Regions from separate parts of the Mus musculus genome. Here all the other regions are linked to region 1. A link is a contact called in public Hi-C and promoter capture Hi-C data. All regions are on one chromosome and are shown on one strand. The core of a region is the stretch at or near the end of the contact, and the rest is flanking DNA. Distances in the headings are between cores, read along the strand shown.

The links. Hi-C and Micro-C count contacts between places; a contact is called where the count stands out from the background. Capture Hi-C pulls out chosen DNA fragments and counts their contacts.
Region 2: a contact with region 1 is called in a promoter capture Hi-C map of pancreatic islet. The contact joins two enhancer-like sites. A contact is called at or near these places in 1 of 484 Hi-C or Micro-C datasets (uterus) and 3 of 9 other capture datasets (adipose tissue, liver and pancreatic islet).
Region 3: a Hi-C map of cerebral cortex shows a contact between it and region 1, with 4 times the contacts expected there. The contact joins two enhancer-like sites. A contact is called at or near these places in 6 of 484 Hi-C or Micro-C datasets (the G1E-ER4 cell line, the N1E-115 cell line, cardiomyocytes and 3 more), 3 of 115 datasets of contacts at active chromatin or transcription factors (double positive thymocytes and embryonic stem cells) and 3 of 9 other capture datasets (adipose tissue, liver and pancreatic islet).

The regions. Positions count from the first base shown.
Region 1 is chr5:149,286,057-149,290,141 of GRCm38.p6, reverse strand. Alox5ap (arachidonate 5-lipoxygenase activating protein) reads right to left here. Exons shown (of 5, transcript NM_009663.2): 5 at 1,989-2,570. The coding sequence ends at 2,408. Among named protein-coding and RNA genes, the nearest start is that of Alox5ap, 23 kb to the right of the region's middle. Within about 2 kb of position 2,366, at least 40 of the 459 cell types and tissues checked have an H3K27ac peak or open chromatin away from gene starts, as enhancers often do. A contact at or near this core is called in cerebral cortex and pancreatic islet, where this site is marked.
Region 2 is chr5:149,158,438-149,162,522 of GRCm38.p6, reverse strand. The region is part of intron 1 of Mm2pr (macrophage M2 polarization regulator); the gene reads left to right. Among named protein-coding and RNA genes, the nearest start is that of Gm42788, 16 kb to the right of the region's middle. Within about 2 kb of position 1,797, at least 15 of the 459 cell types and tissues checked have an H3K27ac peak or open chromatin away from gene starts, as enhancers often do. A contact at or near this core is called in pancreatic islet, where this site is marked.
Region 3 is chr5:149,374,134-149,378,218 of GRCm38.p6, reverse strand. It overlaps a transcript of Medag not described here. Among named protein-coding and RNA genes, the nearest start is that of Gm38753, 8.6 kb to the right of the region's middle. Within about 2 kb of position 2,183, at least 94 of the 459 cell types and tissues checked have an H3K27ac peak or open chromatin away from gene starts, as enhancers often do. A contact at or near this core is called in cerebral cortex, where this site is marked.

The sequences.
Region 1 (4,085 bases), core at 1,117-3,616:
GAATGCTTGCAGAATACTTGCAGACCCATGTTTATTGATGTGACAGTTACAATGCCTAAGACATACAGCCAGAATATGAGTGGATAGAGGAAATGTAGTTTATATACACATGAGATTTCATTACAGTTTACAAGGATGAAACTGTCACATTTGCAGGAACAAGGATTCAACTAGAGTAACATAAGCCAAATCAGGAAGACAATAGCATGTGTTTTCTCCGATAAACGGTTATAGATGTGTGTGCATGTGTGCACACATACATATGTCTGTGTGTGTGTGTGCATGTGGGGGGGTCTGTGTGTGTGCATGTCTCTGTATGTGCCTGTGTGTGTGTGCATGTGCACATGTGTATATGTGTATGTGTGTGTTTGTGTGTGCACATAATGCACACATGTATGTGTCTGGGTGTATATGTCTGTGTGTGTCTGTGCACATGCATGTGCACATATGTCTGTGTGTGTGTATCTGGGTTGTGTGTGTGCGCGTGAGTCTGTGTGTGTGTTTGTCTCTGTGTGTGCACATGTCTGTGTGCCATCTATGTGTGTGTCTGTGAACACACATGTGCATGTGTGCATGTATGTGTGTATCTCTGTGTGTGCATGTATGTGTCTATGTGTCTGTCAGTGTGTGTATGCATGTGTGTGTGCAACGAGAAAATAGATATGCAATTGTGAGAGGGAGGAGGTAGAAAGGAAGGATAGACAAGAGGGACAAGGAGATCTATGTGACAAGAATGCAAAGGGAGACTTTTGGGGACAAAGAAAATCAGCAAGAAGGACAAAGAAATGACAGAGAATGGAGGTCAGGATAAAAACCAGGCATGGCAATGTATATGTATGAAAGGCTCACAAAGACCCATTTGTAGACAAACTAACTTGGTTATTGGTTGGTTCTGGAACCAACCAAGCCACCAGGCTCTCCTGTGAGGGATTTTCCTGATTGGGTCATTTGTGGTGGGAAGACCCACATACAAGGACATGGAAAACAGAAGCTTTTGCCTTTTGCCTGCTTGCTCTCACTCATGCTGACAAGCTCATCTATCTCATGGCTGTGGCATCCCTTTTGGTAGTAGAACTGGCTTCTTTGGGATTCCAATGTAGACTGAAGACCAGCAACTCTCCAGGAATTCTCCAGGCCTTCAGCACCAGCTTGGGGCTGCTGAGACATCCAGCCTTCTGGACTGAGCGACTACAAATTCCAATGTGAGACAGCCACCAGATACAATTTAGTAAGCTCACCAACTATATATATGGCATATATATGATATATATATATATATGCATGTATATATATACACACATATATATCTTATAAATATATTTATATTTATGAAATAAATTTATAAAATAAATACATGTTATAGAAAATATATAACATATAGTAATAAATATATTTATATATCATATAAATATATTATATATTTACATATTGAAATAAAATGTGTATATAAAATAATAAATTTAAATATGATATATATTTAGTACTAAATTATATATATATATAATTTATAGATGTGTGTGCATGTGCATTATATATATATATATGTGTGTGTGTGTGTATATATATATATATATATATACATATAAAATCAGTGCTGCCCCTTCAAGAGAACTCTAATATACTATCCCCCCAAAATTAAGTTATATAAGGAAAATCAAACTGAGCTCACTGTGCATGGCCCCAAAAGAACACCTTTCCTGTTAGCTGCCTTGGACATTTGACTACACCCATGTCTTCCAAGATTCCCTCTTTGTCCCAAAGACACCTAGCTGACAGCATTAGAAATCTGTTCATTGACTATAGCCAGCAAGTGACCTGTGAATCCATTTTGTCATGTTTGTTTGGTGGCCTGGCATTATCTTCAACTCTTAGAGCACATTGTAAGCTGCATGATGCAGTAATATTGGGCATGATCCTAGTGAATTAAGATCCCAACCTAATCCAAATATGGGACGGGGAAGGTACTCAGTCAATAAAAGACTCTTGAAGACGTTAGCGTCCATATATGGAAATTGTGATTTTAATTATCATCATGTAGGTTGAAGAAACACTAATAGCTAATACAGAAATATCACCCCAATCTGAGCCATGGGCTTAAATTTTGTCTATACCCTTTATTTTAGGAAAACACGTGTCTGATTACAAGACATCTTCAGAAAGCAGGATAAGCCAGGAGAAGTATAGGCTGGATGTAGACAATAAATCCTGGGCCACCGCCGCATTCGAGGGGTGGAGCTAGCACAAGACATTTTTCTTCCCGGAAAAGCAAAGTTAACGGATGCCACAGAGCCCCGAGGGCAGCAAGATTGACAGCATCTACAGCTTGAAGAGGAGCAGAAGCCTTCGCGGCGTTGCGTTATGATGCGTCTCTATTGATCTGGTGAGCGTCCTTCTCTGTCTCCAGCAATCAGGGGATGAGAAGCAGCGGGGAGATCGTCGTGCTTACCGTTCTGATGTAGTTCTCAAAGTCGCTTCCGAAGAAGAAGATGAGGTAATGGTTGAGTATCCCGGCGAAGGACATGAGGAACAGGAACAGGATGATCCGCTTGCCGAAGATGTAGCCAGGGGTGCTGCGAGAGAAGGGAGGGGGCCGTAGATGCATCACAAACGACACCCAGTTCACCCAGTGACGCCGCCACTTCCAGACACGGGGCGTTAAATTATTCCGCGTTTACTCGCTCTATTTACCCACTTACTTCATAGCAAGGATGGGCACGACCCTCCTGTAATTAAGCACTGCGCATGCTTCAAAGCCAGGTGAAGGAGCCCGCCTTCCAGCCTGCCATCCTTTGGGCTCAGTGGCTCTGGCTTCCCTGAGTTCTCTTTTTGTCCTTAACTCCAGGTGACAGAAGGCTGGCAAGGCCTAACTGCGCTCAGAGAGTCGGACTGAGGCTCGGGAGCACCGTGGACTCATTAAGCCCTCTACAGGGTGTTCCCTGTCAGGAGCGCCTCTAAGGCTCTCACTGGAGGCTGGGGTGTAATGAACATTGTGCTCAGGAGATGGTTTAAATACACCGGTGAAGGTGCTTCCGCCCTCGAGGGTTCAACCTTTCCCTCCTGAGGTTGCCTGGGAAGAAGTCAGGTTGGCCCTAATGAGAGACAAGTACCCAGCGATGGAAACACATCCCAGAGGAGTGAAAGAAGTTTTAATCTCCCTTTCTCATCCCCTCCCCTCCCCTTCCGTCCCCTCTCCTCCTCTCCCCTTCCCTTCCCTCCTCTCCCCTCCTTTCTCTCCCCTCCCCTTTCCATCCTAAATATTTTACACAGAGCATCATCATTTGGAGATAGGAGGAGATTCCTCATGAGAAGTGACTGTCTAATGGCGTGCCAAGGCTACCCATGTCCTCTGTCCCTCTGCAAGACCCTTGGCTGCTGGGCCTGGGCCCATCTGAGTGGCGCTGACATGTCTGGAATAGCCAGTGAAACGGTTTGTCAAGATAAGATTTCAGTAATGAACCAGCAATGGCATGGGGCAATCAGCCCTGATTTGGAGCTTAGAGCAAAACCAGCGGGACAGGTGAGCTCCAGCTGACACAGGCTGTTTCAAACTGTCACAGAGGGCACCAAAGCCAGCGTCCTGCAGTCCCACATTGCCTTACCAGAAATTTTAACTAGTTGAAAGGAACCCCAGAGGCTCTCAACTCTCATAGCAAGCAAGTATTTGCTCAGCTGTTGGGTACCAACCTCCTCGCTACTCTGTCATCCGCAGACTAAGAGCATCAGCGTGTGGTGGGAGCCTAGCAGAAGCCCAATCCCCCAGTCCTTCTCAAAGCAGGATGAAGCCCGCTGCATTCAACAAGCTCCCTGTGTGACACACGGACAATGGAAGCCGAGAAGCCCCACTCTTGCTAGCTGGCTAACAACTTGGGTAGAAAATGTCACTAAAGTCCCATATGTTGAAGGGTGTCCAGTTGGTGGCACTATTAACAAATAATTGGGATCACGAGGGCACCGGCCTCATCAGTTCATAGCTGAACGGGCTTTTAGGAAGTGGGGTACAATCAGAGGGTGTAGGTCACTAGGTCTCTTTCTCTTAAAATTCTGTAATGCTGTCTGGTGATGTGTGTGTGCACATGCCACAGTGA
Region 2 (4,085 bases), core at 548-3,047, 130 kb after region 1:
GAGTTCTACATCTTGTTCCGAAGGCAGGCAGAAGAAGACTGGCTTCTAAGAAGCTAGGATGAGGGTCTTAAAGCCCACACCCACAGTGACACACCTACTCCAACAAAACCACACCTCCTAATGGTGCCCCCTCCCGGGGCCAAGCAGATACAAACCATCACTCTGCTGCTCAAGAGTGGCAACCTGAGTTCAGTCCCTAGGACTCATGTAAGGGAGGAGAGAACTGACCCCACAGAGCTGACCCAGGTCTCCACACACACACAGGCCAGGGAACCTGCATGCCCTGACACACACATCACCCATGGGAGGAGAGAACTGACCCCACAGAGCTGACCCAGGTCTCCACACACACACAGGCCAGGGAACCTGCATGCCCTGACACACACATCACCCATGGGAGGAGAGAACTGACCCCACAGAGCTGACCCAGGTCTCCACATACAAGCCAGGGAACCTGCATGCCCTGACACACACATCACCAACGTGCATTCAATGATAACTAGTTAATTAGATAATTAAATTTAGAATTCACAGTTGTGGCTTGGATGGTGAGCTTGTAGCTAACTGAAGCCCTGAGCTGTGTACAAGGTCAACAGTGTCCCCATGCAGCTGGAGTAGACCTCTGGCCTTACTTTTATCCCCATCTTACAAATAAGGAAATTGAGATTTAGAAAATCTAACTTTCTCTAAAATCTCTAGAGTCATAAATGAATGAACAGGTTTTGCTGGGCAGTGATGGCTCACACCTTTACTACCAGCACTTGGGTAGCAGAGACAGGCCGATCTCTTGAGTTCGAGGCCAGCCTCTCTACAGAGTGAGTTCCAGACAGCCAGGGCTACACAGAGAAACCCTGTCTCAAGCAACAACAACCAAAGGGCAGGTTTCTCAGCTTGAACTCTTGATCCTAAATCTAAGTATTTTTAATTTAAAAACTAGTTATTTTAGTCTGAGGTTAAAACGATGGCCTTGGTGTGCCTAGAGGTGCGTGTTGCATTATAGGAGCATAAATACAAGACACTCTCCCCATCCTCCCTCAGAGTATAAATAAAAGAAGGAAGGAACTGGCTGCAGCGGCCCATATGTGTAATCTACCACTTGCTGGACTGGATCATGGGTTCAAGGCCAGACTGAGCAAGCTGGAGCAAACCTGGGCAACGTACCATAATATCCTAGTTAGAAAAAAACGAACGCACAACAAGGAAAGAAGGAAGATGGGGCAATGCCAGGCAGGACTTCAAGGACCACCTGAAGTATTAGACGCTGTGGAGTGAGTGTGCAATAGAAATACAGAGGCCTGGCTTTAACCACGCATGCATCATGGACTATATCTCTCTGGTCATTATGAACCAAGTGGGGCTGGAGATGGAACTCACTGCAGAGCACAGATGTGCCCACGTTCACATCTGTGGTTCAGCTTCCAGCCCTCAAAATAAAAGGTAGCCAGGGTTGGGGCCAGATATAGTGGCACCATTTAAAACCTAAACTCTTCTCTCACTGGGGCCACTCAGTCGTGTCTGTCTGGATGACAGGCGGTTCATCCCATACAAGCATATCTGCTTTGATGTGGTTGTTGGGCATCTGCGACATACCTGCCACAGTGGAGCTTGGATGGTAGGTAGTAGTGTTTAGAAGTGGATTCAGTTCTGGGTGGCAGAAAACCGTGACTCCCATTGGCTTACCAAGCTGGAAATTTGCATTCCAGGCACCCGGATGGAGACAGGCTTGGGGGAATATCCTCCTGTGCATTTGGGCAGGTATTATGAAGGTATCACATGGTACTTCCACTTGCTGTCCTTAGTCAGAACTTAGTGACTCAGCTAAACCTCCATCCTCAGCAGCCATGACCCAGATAGAAATGTTACAGTGTAAGATGGGAAAATCCCTTGCTAATCATTATATTATCAAGGTCACAGGGCTGTGGTTTCCTGGAGACTAATACTGATTTGGTTTATTGTTTTTACAAAGAAATAATCATAAGTGGGTCACAAAGGACAGCCCTCGTTTAAAACGAGAAGAGCTGCCCTGTTCCTGCCACAGGAGTATTACAAGATAGGGGAGGTACTTCTTCTTCTGAACTCTGAACTCAGCTCCTGTTAGCATTCTCACCATGTGAAGAGCAACACAAGAGCTGGCCACAGAATTAGGGGGTGGGGGTCTGAAAAGTTGCATGTTTCTGGGAGAAAGTCACAAAGCACCTGGGATAGCTTCTGTGATCTGAGCAGGTGACACTGGATTTGGCAACACAGATGTCACTGCTAGGCGGCATAAAAGCAGTATTAGTGGTAAATCACTGAGAGCTGGCGTTGGGTTGGAGCGGGCTCCGAAGGTGAGTGGTTGAGGAGGCGGCAGCTATGAGGGGCTCTGCTGTCTGGGGAAGGTAGGAGGGACACCCGAACACAGTGTCTGCCTCTGGGGCTGAAGGGGGTGGCATGTTTCCATCCAGGTGCTAACAGAGAGACTGGAGAGTTGGATGGCTTAGTGGTTAAGAGCACTGGCTGGGGCTGGGCGTGGTGGCGCACGCCTTTAATCCCAGCACTCGGGAGGCAGAGGCAGGAGAATTTCTGAGTTCGAGGCCAGCCTGATCTACAGCGTGAGTTCCAGGACAGCCAGGGCTATACAGAGAAACCCTGTCTCGAAAAACCAAAAAAAAAAAAAAACACCGGCTGGTGTTACAGAGCACCTAGGTTCAATTCCCAGCACTCAAATGGCATTTACAGCTATCTGTAACTCCAGTTCTAGGAAAGTTGACACCCTCATACAGACATACATGCAGGCAAAACACCGATGCACATGAAGTAAAACTAAGTACGTTAAAAAAAAGATATGGAGGAGAGACTGGGTTTAAACTTCCAACAATACATTGCTTTTTACTTGTGGGAAAGAGTTTACTCTGTTTACCGATACACATTGCCAGAGAAGTTTGTATGCATTGGAAACATTTTTAGAAGCTATCTAGTTGCTAAAAAGCTTTCCAAAAAAGAAATATTTCAATAAAATAATAACTGTAGAAAGATCAGTCCTTAATTACATGGGTATGTGAAACATGGCATAGCTAGTCGGTGAATGCATTCCTTGAGTATCTCCTGTCCAGCACCATCCGAGGCCTGAAACACCAGTGAAAACAGGAGGGTTCGCTGTAGGAGATGAAGGGGAGGCCGCTTCTGTTACTGAAAAGTCCTGTGAGCCATATCTGAGTGCCAGGATAACACTAGAAGCACTTGTGGTGACCTTTAGCTTGGATGGAATGGGTTCAAGTTGGAAAGAAGAAGAAGTACAAAGGTCCCCGGGCAAAGGATTGTGTCTGTCAGGTAACAGGAGTGTCGGGAGGCTGGGGTGGCTGAACAGTTATCCAGGAATAGCATGGGAGGAGGTGGGCAGAGCGTGCTGGCAGATCAGTCCTAAGGCCTGTGATTTAGGGCCTTCCCTAAAGGGTATTGGATTTGTTTTGGGTTTGTTTTTTCAAATGAGAATTTACTGAAGGGTTTAATCAAGGTCGGGGCATCACTGGGTTTCTACCTAGAGAGTCGGTCTGGATATTCTGTGGGACATAAGGATGGCTCAAGGTGAAGCATCTAAATTCGAATGATAAGTAGCTAGAGAACTTGACAGCAACAATAGTGGGGACCAGTTAGGTCCTACACTCAAGAGGTGACACTGGAGAGGCTGGAGAGATGGCTCAGTGGTTAAGAGCACTGACTGCTCTTCCAGAGGTCCTGAGTTCAATTCCCAGCCACTACATGGTGGCTCACAACCGTCTGTAATGGGATCTGATGCCCTCTTCTGGTGTGTGTCTGAAGACAGCTACAGTGCACTCACATACATAAAATAAGTCTTTTTAAAAAGGAAAAAAAGAGGTGATGCTGGTAGGATGTGTTGATGGGTTAGATCTGGGGAGTAAGGGAAGAAGGGCCATCAGATCCAGCTGGAGCAGGTATCGAGCCCCTGCTGTCCACATCGAAATGGTGGAGAAGGAAAGCACATATTGACTTAAGCAGCTGTAGCCCATCCTTCTTTGGGCAGCAGTTTTCATTTTCCCATGCTGTACGTTTTCTTTATTATTTTATTTAATGTGTACGGGTGGGTG
Region 3 (4,085 bases), core at 934-3,433, 88 kb before region 1:
CCTAAGGGGCCATTTGGCCCAGGAGGCCGTGGTGGCACAGGTTGGCGTCAGATCTCCTTAGACAGTGCCTCCATCAGCTTAACATTGCCACCTTCCTGGTGTCTTTAAGAATATAAGTGGAGGGGCTGGAGAGATGGCTCAGTGGTTAAGAGCACTGACTGCTCTTCCAGAGGTCCTGAATTCAATTCCCAGCAACCACATGGTGGCTCACAGCCGTCTGTAATAGGATCCTATGCCCTCTTCTGGTGTGTCTGAAGACAGCGACAGTGCACTCATATACATTAAATTAATTAATTAATTAATTAATTAAATGCTTTACAAAGAATATAAGCCTGTAACATCATGAGACACTGCTGCCAGGTGCCAATCTCTCAAACACGCTCCTTTCTATTAAGGGAAATTCTAAGCCCTGGCAGGCGCCGTGATAGGGCATCATAGCACAGCGACAAGCTTTTGCATCGAAGGGTCGGTCTGATTCTCGCCCTTATTTTATGTCTTCATAGGAAAAAAAAAAAGTCAAATCAAGTCTATTTCTTCTTTTCCTTCTGGGGGGGAAGTCAGAAGTACTCATCAGGTGTGGAGATACAAACTTGCTTCTTCCCACTGACAACCCCCAACCCCCACTCCCAACACTGAGGGAAGTGTTCACTTCCGCCTAATGAGAGATCCAGAGCAGGAGGGGAGTGTGGTGTGGAGGATAAAGCCCAATCTACTGTTTATTCTGGCGCTAATCACAAGTGGTTTACAGAAAAATGCCCTCATTTGCTTCCAGCAGCTCCAGCCTCTCAGCCATGTGAAAGCTGTCTTCAGAGTCAATTGCCTGTCATTTTACTGATTTATGTTGAACAACGGCAAGGACCCCTCGAGGTATTCGTAGCTGGCTTGATGATTCACAGCGTATAAAGTGACACTGGGCAGTGTGCTTTGGTTCAAATTCCATCAAGATGGAATTTAAATTCCCTCCACTGTGTGTTCGCTGGGGAAATGCTTTGATGAGCAGGACCATTGAGCCTTAAAAGAAGGAGCAAGAGCAACCTGGGCTTCTTCAAATGGTGGCAGAGGCTGAGCCACATCTTCTTTTAGCCCTGGGATGTAAAAATGATACTCGAAGTGTTTAAAACAGCCATCATAGATGAGTTTCCCCAAGGAACGCCGATGAATGACAAAGGACAAAACCCATCCTGTAAGGTCGAAGGACCTGGGGATTCCCCTACTTGTTCAGATTCCTGCTTGTCAATGAACAGTATCTGATTTCCTTGGAACCTTCTAACAGGAAATTCCCTTTAAAAATGTAACTCTTGAAGGAATGGCCTGCTCAATTATTAACCCATTATAATGATTGTCTTCACTTCGGTGTTTCAAATAGTACAGATTTGCTTCCATGCCAGTACCCACACCCCATCCCCTCCAACCCCCCACACACTCACTGTCTGTCCTGAAGCACTAGAAGCCTCCACGTCTTTAGGAGTTACTCTCCCTCTTGGGTCCCGAGAGTCCCCACATGCTAGAAGATTCTTCCATGCTTCTCCCAGGATTCCTGAGCTACAACCCTGAAAACAGACAAGATGGAAGTGGATGCTTGTTTGTTCATTCGTTTGTTTCTTTGTTCATTTTTAAGTCCCCCCTTAAATCAACAAGAAGTCACACAGATGATTTAAGGATAGCCAACTGCTTTCTCCTGCATTTCTCAGATAACAAATTCATACAATGTTTCAACTGAAGATAGACTTTGAGCTCTGACTCGGCCCACAAAGTGAGGAAACCGAGGCACAGGGACTTCCCGAGCTCAACTGAGCCCCGGGATCCTTAAGGATCCAGTCACAAGCCAGACTGAGCTGTCCAAATGAAGGCCGGTTCCAATCTCATCTTACCCACATCTCTAGCTTGGGGGTGGGGGGCGAGGGGGGGTGGGGTGGGGAGTTGGAGGGGGGTGGAGGGGAGGTGGGGACTGCTCAATCCGACCCGTTCATTACTTTTAATTCCTCTCTCAGGCTCCAGTTCCCCCGCCCCTTTTCCCTGTCCCCTGCCCTATTTAGGCGTTTCCAAACTGGCTATGGTCTTTGTGCTCCTGATTTTTTAACTCCTTGCCTTTGAGCTGGGGCAGCTAGATTGAACTAGAGTCCCGGTGCCCTTGATGTGTGCTGTCTTACCTCATCACGCCACTAGGTGGCAGTGTTTCAGAGCAGTCCTGAGCCCTGCAACGTGGCTCTGGGCTGGGCCCGGGTTCTTTCCAGCACAAACAACAGTGAGCTAGCAGGCAGAGCACATATTCGCTGTCGTGCTTGGGAAAAGATGAGCATTCAATATTATGGTAACGAGGAACAGAGGTCTGCAACCTGTCCGCGTGCTTTCAGAGCCTGCTTTATCCACAAGGCTGACATCTGCCGTCACCTTCACAAAGGAATCTCAAGTGGGGAAAGCTGTTTGGGAGGTGCCCTTGAAACGAATTACTGTCACCTTCTGCCCTCTTCGGTTTTTTTTTTTTTCAGCCCACCATTGGGCCCCGATTTCATCCACAAAAAAGCATCAAGCAAAGAAGAAGAAAGGCAATCCCTGGGGCATTATGTGTGTGCTGGACAGGATAGTAATGGTGCAATCCTTCTAATGGCTTTGGTCACTGCAGGATGCTAGCTATTAGAAGGAGCCGTTTTAAGGGAGGAGGAGGGAATGGGGGGACGGTAGGGATATCTGCTGATTACAGTGCGGTCAGGAACAGAAAGTCCATTTAAAGGAACACAGGCATAAAGCTGGACAAAGGGGCGTTGTTTGTGGGCTTAAGGTATATTTAGGGCTTACAGTGTAGCATCTGAATTATTCGTATAGCTCAAACTCTAAGTGCAATGTCTATGATGGGAGACCATTCCAAGAGCTACTTGGCTCCACCCCTTTGTTAGGAAGTCCCTCAGGGAACTATCAGGAATGTGCCCTGAAATCCTTTACCCATTTACATCAGGGTCAATGGAAGACAAGCCAGATGTTTTCCTTTCAAACAGGTGAGAGCCGGATCAAAACTGTGAGGGGCGTGTTTGATTGCCTCGGCTTCTGCTCCAGTCTCCCCATCCCAGCCTCCATGTAAGAGACAGTCCTCAAATCCCACTGGTGGGCCAATCCCTCTTGCTTTACCCTCATTCCTTACTCTGTACTTTGCAACCCCTTACTGGCCTGACACTAAAATGAAGAAACTCCAGTCTTTCCCCAAGTATGACCCATTAGGAAATGAATGAAGTTCTCTCCACTTAAGAAAGCTGGGGCTGGCCTTCCGGGGACTCAGAATGGAGATAAAATGGGGCTTCCCCTCCAGCCAGGCTCTGGCTCAACAGGTAGCAACTGTTGCTCTATGTGTGGATTTTATACCCCGGCTTAAGGAGAAGAAAGATGTCAGTTGCTTAGATACCAGTGCATCCTATCATCAAGCAAAACGTCTGTCTCCTGAACTGAGAGTGCATATAACCCTGAGGAGAGAGAATTCCCGAACACAAAGCGGGGAACACTGGATGCTCTGTGGTGGGATCGAAACCCACACATGGGTGATGCTGATGTGCAGAGAGAGGCACGTGAGGTTACAGAAGCCATCATAGGACGTCTGAATGTGAGACCTCGGAGAAAGAGAGTAGTTTTAGGCACGGGGAAGGCAGGAGTTGTCTGAAGGATGGCCTCATGACCAGGCACAGGGGACAAGAACATATGTAAGGCTATTTACAAAGAAAGCCAGCATGCTTGCCTGTGAAGAGCACGGGGAGTGGGGAGCTCCGTAAAGAAAGGGGGTGAGACAACCAGTAAAGATCTGATCTAAAGAAGAACTAACAACCCACTGAAGTGAGACAGGTCATATTCAGTGCATTTACCTAGGGTAAGGCAGGAAGAGCCCCGGCCCTGCCTCGAAGAGGAACAACCACACAGCCAGACTCCACGGAGATGAGTGAGTCACGCAGAACCTGCCGATTTTAGAAATGAGGTCAGCAGACCAGGAGGCAGCTGCTGTTGACAAGACAGGTCATTCAGTTCCAAGAATAAGGACCATGCTATACCCCAGGGCACCACGAGGGTAGCACCTGGTCAGGAGGGAGGAGGAAGAAGGGTACAGG